Linked DNA regions of Mus musculus: region 2 is linked to region 1. A link is a contact called in public Hi-C data. All regions are on one chromosome and are shown on one strand. The core of a region is the stretch at or near the end of the contact, and the rest is flanking DNA. Distances in the headings are between cores, read along the strand shown. Region 1 overlaps Atg10 (autophagy related 10). Region 2 holds the start of A830009L08Rik (RIKEN cDNA A830009L08 gene).

Region 1 (3,842 bases), core at 730-3,229:
GTGCGATCATTTTGGGAACCAAGTTCCTGGTTAGGCATGGTCGCGCCCACAACCATAAGCAAGTTTTTGGGAGGCTTGCAGAAGGAGAAATGTGAGTGAGGGAAGCTTAGACAAAAGAGTGAGACCTTGTTTCAGCAGTAGTAGTAGCAGTAGTAGGGAAAGTAAAAGAGGAAGCACCATGTTCTTAGGAGTCTTACTGATATGAGAGGCATCCGGAAGTAAAGGCTACATGAACTTGGCCATCTGCCTTCAAGAATCACATAAAGAAACCTATTTAGAGATAGGATAGCTGCTCAGCTAGGCTGGATTCATGCTTTGGGTCTTCAGGATGCTCCATTCTCCTTAGTTTACTATATCTATGGTCTCTGAGAAGCAACGGATTCAATAGTAAAGATATGTAAATAGTTTGGCCTTAGGTCTCCTGGAGAGAGCACCACCACTTCTTCCTTATACCTTGTCACAACAGTGAGAACAGTATTACATCCACAATATTTTAGTCTTTTGGCTATACTTAGAAATGCTTAGAGAGTCTTCACTATTGACTTATCCAGAAAGCATCTGCTGATGCTTGCCTACGGATGACGATGTGAATAACAAAATTAGCAAGGTGAGCATGGCGTGTGTGTAAAATGCCACGTAACTATCAAGCACAGATCCATAATCAATGCTTCTCACTTTGTAGGTAATCAACACTGATATCCTTCACTACTTTTTATATGTTTGCGTACCATCTGGTAGGAGGGCAAATAAACAGACACATTATTATACTGCAGTGTGTGAGGTGATGACATGGTCTGATGAGAGATATGAGACAGGACGTGGGAGGAGCAAGGGTAGTCAGCATGTTAGCTGAGTCTCAGGCAGACACTGAATCATATACAGGAGCCACAGGAACTCAAAGCACAGTGGATTTGCATGTCAAGAAACAAAACAGATTCAGAAGAAATCTCAACCAGTTGATAAAGGGGGCAATGTCAGTTTCAATGGGAACTACCAAACCCTTGCTTTACTTTTCCTGTGTGTGTATGTGTGTATGTGTGTGTGTGAGTGTATAGAAAAAAAATCAAAGTTAAGCAGAGAAATTGATTTTTACTAACAGATGCAAAAGAAACTCTAACTCCTGTCACAAACAAATAAACTATTTTTTGCAACATCAAACAAAAGAAAAAATGGGGAGGAATGAGGAAAAAAGGAAAGAGAAAGAAAGACAGACAGACAAGACCCTTGGGCAAGAATTTTTACAATCATCCTGTTTCTAGGTCAGATTCTCTTGGTAGGAAACAAACAACAACAACAACAACAACAACAACAACAAAACCACCACCAATAACAAAAGCCCAGGCCTGGAATAAGAAGACGACGCTAGGAATGCATTCTCTACACCATCAGACTTTTAACACATGAACAGCCAGGCTAAGCAGACGTTGAAAGGAGGACTGGACTAGGGAGAATACGTTAAAAAATGACTCATAAATGAAGAATGGTGCATTCTTAGAAGGCCCCTGAGTTTACGTTAGGTAAAAGCAAAATTTAAAAGTACACAGAATGATCAAGCAATGAACCATTTTCCAGTTTTCTCCACAAGAAAACATCTCAATATGCTTTATAAAATATAATCCCATATTTTAATGTGCATAAGCAAATGAATTCTGGAATTAAAAAGAACTAAAAATCAATTCCATACAAGACAGAATGAGAGGTTGGGAATATATTTTTACAAAAAACAAATGACCTCTTTGGTTTTCTTTATCAGGTACACAGGAAGGGTGCCTTGAAATTCTAAAAATAGAACCAGGAGTGCTACTTGTGTATGTGTGTTTTAAGAACTAAAATCACCATGTAGAAAGGCATGCAGGAAGCACACTAATGTCATTAAAATATAATTGGACTTGCAGGAACAATCACTGTGCTGTGCTGTAAGGGGAGCTGTTGGCACGTGCAGAGCACAGAGCCAGCGTGAGCTCATCAGCCGGTCTCGGCAAGACCCACTTCCAGCTAGAAGCAGCCATGTTGCAATCCCTCGCATCCCTGATGCTGACAAGCTAAAGGACTTGTTTTGTCTCTGGAAATTCGTCTCTGGTGATTAAGTGCTTACAGTGAATACCGATCACATGAAAGAACAGTTCTGAAGAATCCGAATGAGTGCCCTGTGTCCTCTACCTGCAGCCCTGGCTTGTCTTTGAATCTAGATAGCGCTAGGCAGGGCGACTGCAAACTAGAATCAAGGAAGCATTCCCCACCTCCTCTACCCCACGTAACAAATATATTCCCCAACTTTTAGTAGAGGGCACAGTGTAGAGACAAGAAATCCTCTTTAACCTCTGGACTCTAAATCAAATATTATTACAATAAAGCAAATGTTTTAAAGGTTAGGAGTAATCATATGGATGAATCTGCAGCAAGAGTTTGAGAGTTAGTAACTATCTGTGTCCTCAAGTCCCAGGTTAAAAATTTACCCAAAATTGTCAGTTCTTAGGAACTGCACCTCAGATTAAAATCTTCTCACCAGGGATTCTCTAAGAATTTGCTCTTGTTTTAAATCGTAAGTGCTTGTAAAACTGCCAGCCCTGCAAAACTGGAGACCATTAAACAATATAAAGCAGTGAGTGATTAAACCCACCAAATACACACTCAAAGCAGCTTATGCTACTTTTTAATTAAAAATAAGAGATCATTGGCTAAATTCACATGTCTTAGCTATCCAGAAATTAGTAGTCTGCAAATGCAAACTGTTACCGAGAAAGGCATGCACAAAACCACACACAAGGTAAGAGGTGGACTGGATGGAGCTCTGAGTCCAAGGCCTGAAGTTGACCTAATTTACCCAGGGCATACCCAGACATCTCCAAGCTGCAGTGTGAGGACTCCATGTGGCATCATTAGCAGAGGCCTCCAAGGAGACAAGGTGTCCACCTTCTTGTCAGGCAATGCGTTAGATCACAGCATATCGAGGCACTGAGGCATGAGGTGTGTAGATGACTAGTGGAGGTGTTACTGCTATTCTTAAATACCCCTTAACCTAACCAATAAGCATTTCTTGAAATAACCATAAGCTCTTGGTGAAAGAAGCCCAGGAACTTAGGAGTTAATGGCATCACTTGAGACAGAAAGAAATTTTTTACTGCAAAGTTAGAAGTAAATAAACATTGCAGCTTTAAGTTGTTCCTACTTGTTTAAAGTCAAGAAAGGCCAGGGGGCTTAGTCAACTTCAGGCAAGGGGCCAAAACTGTGAAGATGAGATTTAAGGCTGGGATGATATCATTCACTATGAAGTCTGCTCTTTCTGAAGCATGAGAAGTTTTACTGGTGAAACCTTACCTCAACTACAGCTTTTTATTTTTAACCTCTGTTTTCTTCCCCTCTCAGGAATGATTTTCCAAATATGCTCCCTGTCTTATATGGAAAGTTTATAAATTTGCTTTCTGTATTAGACATGGTCTTACCTAAAAAGCTTGCCCTAAAGTAAAGAACCGGCACTTGGTAACTACAAGAGTATAAGACATGATACTCATGTTTAATCACTTCTGCCACCGCTGCAGGTCTCGTCACTTCAGAATCATCCATTGGTAGCTCTAAATTCTCCTGGGGGGGGAAAAAAAGCAGAGACTAAGCCAAACTGTGTATGTCAATGAATACAGAAACAACAACAAAACCCAAGTGCACACATGGAAAGAGAAGGGTGAGAGCTTCTCCTTGCAAATGACCAGTTAAGTTCAAGGTTAGGAGGTAAGAAAAGGGAGAGCTACCCACACAAACATTGAACATTTGAGTTCTAGGTAAACAGTAATGCCAGAAAACATTAACCGTAAGTAATTCCAGATTGTTCTGGGGGAAACAAAGCA
Region 2 (3,842 bases), core at 796-3,295, 350 kb after region 1:
ATATTGTTTGGCTTGTTTCTCCTAGAGGGTTTTTGTTTAAAAAAAAAAAAACCAAAAAAACACACCTATACACATTATAAACCCAAGTAAAATGTACTTAGCTCTGTCCCATTGTAAGTGAATTCACAAATGTCAACAGGCTTCAGCTGCATTCTTACCATGTCCCAGAAGCTGTGGACCCATTTGAAACCCACCACAAGGGCTATTTTTATGTAGAAAGAAAACTGGGACTGGGGCAAAGTTCAAGGCCAAGGTGGGATAGTCTGAGTGATGGGGAGACAAGAGAAGGCCCAGAGATCATGAGAGTGTGCTGTAGTGAGAGACAGAGGAACATAGCTGGTGAGCCTGGCTGCTGTCAACATCACCTGGAGAAACTTGGAAAGTCTTGATATCGTGGGCCCCCTGACGAACTACATTAGATTTCTAGTACTGAGCCCAGATATCATCTGTTTAATAGCTCTCCAAGTGCTTCTAATGTGAGCTATAGAACCACAGACATGCTGGAGTCCAGCTGGGGCTGGGCTCAGGTCCCAGCTCTGCCAGGAAAGTAGCTACCTGCTCTTTGGAAAGTTACTTAGTGTTCCTAGGCCTCATCTGTAAAATGGAGACACGACTCTTAGCTCTTTTGTGCTCTCTCCTTTAGGCAATGTCTTTTTAGAGGCAGGGTTATGCTTTCTGGGAGAGGTGTCAGTGAGATGAGGGGAGGGCCTTAAAGCTGTGTGGTTTGCCAGGCAGGTGGAAGGCAGTGTTCCCCCTCTTCCTTCCAGCATCACTGTACATCTCCCCCCCCCCAACACCCTGCCCTGACCATTGTTTCACGGACAAATTGAATGAGTACTCTTCTTTCTACTTTTCTGAGAAGGTAAAAGCACCATCATAGAAGCTGACATGGCAGGGCAGAGGCTGGTCCTACAGGGCAATGGGCTTCCCAGGCATAAAAGTACTATTTTATAGGAAAGATTTCAATTTTTTCAAGCCTACAAGGGCAGGTGGATGGAAAACTTTTAATTAACCTATTCAATTATAAAACAGTCATTGTAAGACTTTATATAAGCCATATAATATTAAGTTAATAATTTGAATAGTTTTATATCAATATTATTCCTGGGTTTTGTTTGTTTTTCCATTTTGTTCTTGTCATTTCGCTCTATTTGCTTTTTGCACGTCCATTTGTTTTAGATGACTCCTCAGTTCAAGTTTAGAATGAGATCCTAAAAACTAAAGATCTTTCAGTCCAACACTCGGCATATTTAAAGACCTTGATTCATTAGCAAATGAAGCTAACAAAGGCAACACGATAGCAACAGCTAAATCTGTAACAATAAGGCGCATCATTTCAGTAGCATTAGACTTAGTGCTAGATATAGAAAGCTGATCATCCTGACCCGGACATAGCAGCATGGCTTCATATAATCTGAGGTGCTGAGGCAGGAAGCTTCTGAGTTTGAGGCCAGCCTGGGCTCTATAACCTACCTGTCAAAAAACAAACGATGGGGAAAGTAGAGGAAGGGAAAGAAGGATAGAAAATTGGGAGAGGGGAGAAATGGAAGAAAGACAAAGGAGGAGAGAGAGGGATACAGAGAGAGGGAGGGAGGGGAGTAGGACGGGAGGGGGGGGGGAGCTGCATTCCACATGTGTCAGAAGTGAGAATCATGCAGATGCTGGAGGTCCTCTAGGTCTGCTTTTTCCTGGCTGAGTTCATTCATCAGTGCTAACATAGGGACTCCAGGATCCTAAGTCTTACAAGCTTGAACAAAAGTAGCCTTAAAAATTAAAAAAAACAAAAGTTCTAGAGAAATATGGCCATGGGGGGGTGAGGTTATAATAACTGTTACTTACATAAATAGATCATTTTATTGGGCTGGTTAATGATTCCCATGTGTCCTTCAGAAACGCTCTGTCATCTTCAGTGACGGCCACTTCAGCAATTAGAGAAGAGAAAGTGACGAACTCAAGGTTTCCTCATCAGTGAGCTCAGCCAATAAGCCAACAGAGGGCTCAGTGGCCATTACTGACCCTCCCCGGAAAGCTTCCAGCTCGAAGACTGAAGAAGCATGGCGCAGACACACAGCAGTATAATTCAAGCGACTAAAATAAACTCAGCGAGCTTGCCTCATCTCTAAACACTGCATACATTTAGGTGCTATTTTGACAAGAGAGCATGGTGGCTTTTTAAGAATTTAATTTTTCAAACTCGGGTACAATTCTTTTCTTCTAACAGCATCACCCTGTGTCTGTGTTGGCTCCTCGTGAGATCATTATTAAGAGAATTGAATTATTGTTCTGTTCAAATGACCTGTGCATTCAACAATGTGTGCTGGGCTCCAGAAAGAAGTGTTTTATGTATTATTGGGAGATGGCCATCTGTGGCACAAACCAGGCCTCCCAACATGCAGAAATGCTACAAGATAGTTTCTGTTCGGTTTTATCTATGATCTGAATTCCATTTATAAGCTTTTTTCAGCCACTTGTCAACACTGTTCACTATAGCAACACTGAAAATGGCCAGGAATGAACAGATTTATCAAAGCTCTGTGAGGTTGGACTGTATGTTTCAATTATTGTATATTGGATTTTTATCATACATTTAAAATTTTTGTCCACAAAAATAGCAACAATGTCATAAAAATGGAAGTAGTTTTCTTTGATCAACTTCCAATTATTATAAGACACAAAATGAACATGCTAGATTTCGTGACTTTTATTAGATAATGGGTCTCACATTATATATGTATATTTTAAATATAACATTATCTGTCGATGCCAAGAAATGTGGATTAATTTTTTTTCAACTCTGAAAAACATTTTTCTTCCCTTTCCTGCATATGTAATGGAACAGCATGGCAGTGTGTAAAATTAAATTTTAAAATTGTAGAATATATTTAAACCATAGCCTCCCAACCTTTCTCTATCTTTTTAAAAGTAAACTTTTGATAATACTAGGGGCATGTTGGACCAAATACATGTTTTTATATAAAGCAATTATACCCAGTTATCTCTATCAGAGAATTAAAAGTCTTTTAGGAATCTTTTGCTTGGTGGTTTTATTGTTTTACTGATGCCTTGGTTAACATTAAGTATCTCTTCTGTAATGAAGTATTAAATTTTCAAGTGGAATATAGTGTTTACAAGCAAGATTTCTTCCAACCTTCCTTCTCTCTCCCTCTCCCTCCCCCTCCTCTCTCTCTGTCCTTTCTTTGTACAAAATCACGTCTATGCTGAACATATCACTTTAGAACTGAAATTAATGTAGATTTTTATTTCATTTGTGGGAAGGATACTTGTTAGAAAAGGCTGACTTACATCAACAGACAGACGGAAAGGTTAATGACCTTCACAGAAGTGCCCCTGGACTCATCTTCATCAAAGAAGGAGGAATAGTGGTGGCACTCAGTAAGGGCACCTAGCTCCAGCTGAGGGCTGAGGACTTTTTCTGTGGCTCCCCTAAGTGCTCCCTCTGTGGGCACTGTGTCACTTGCTCACTGGAGAAGCAAGAACTTCAGAACCAGAGATCTGCCCAAGGTCACTTGCTAAGACTTACTTTAGATCCATGGGGACTCCTAATACTGGACAATGTGGAACAGGTGGAAACCCTTCCACAGAACTTGGGCAGGTCACAGGGAAGCCCTAGCCATAGATGGCTGTGACCAGCACCGCTTCTGAGCTAAAAACAACCCAACTAGGTGGTACCACTTTTCCTAGAACTGGCTGTGGTCCAGAACAGCTCAAGTCCCCATATCTTCTCCTACCCAGTGCATTCTGGTGCACTTTGCTTCTCCGGGTAGATATAGCTTCATTCCGTTGTTTGATAATTCATCCAATGACATGGTTCCTGTTGTTTA

What was found. Hi-C and Micro-C count contacts between places; a contact is called where the count stands out from the background.
Region 2: a contact with region 1 is called in a Hi-C map of cerebral cortex, with 2.3 times the contacts expected there. The contact joins the promoter of A830009L08Rik here to the enhancer-like site in region 1. A contact is called at or near these places in 7 of 484 Hi-C or Micro-C datasets (the N1E-115 cell line, cerebral cortex, myocytes and 3 more) and 7 of 115 datasets of contacts at active chromatin or transcription factors (the SCID.adh cell line, cardiomyocytes, embryonic basal ganglia and 4 more).

The regions. Positions count from the first base shown.
Region 1 is chr13:91,037,407-91,041,248 of GRCm38.p6, forward strand. Atg10 (autophagy related 10) reads right to left here. Exons shown (of 8, transcript NM_025770.3): 4 at 3,444-3,582. Among named protein-coding and RNA genes, the nearest start is that of Gm46434, 110 kb to the left of the region's middle. Within about 2 kb of position 1,980, at least 128 of the 459 cell types and tissues checked have an H3K27ac peak or open chromatin away from gene starts, as enhancers often do. A contact at or near this core is called in the N1E-115 cell line, cerebral cortex, embryonic basal ganglia and 4 more, where this site is marked.
Region 2 is chr13:91,386,040-91,389,881 of GRCm38.p6, forward strand. It overlaps A830009L08Rik (RIKEN cDNA A830009L08 gene), which reads right to left and starts at 2,046. Exons shown (of 3, transcript NR_045161.1): 1 at 1,840-2,046.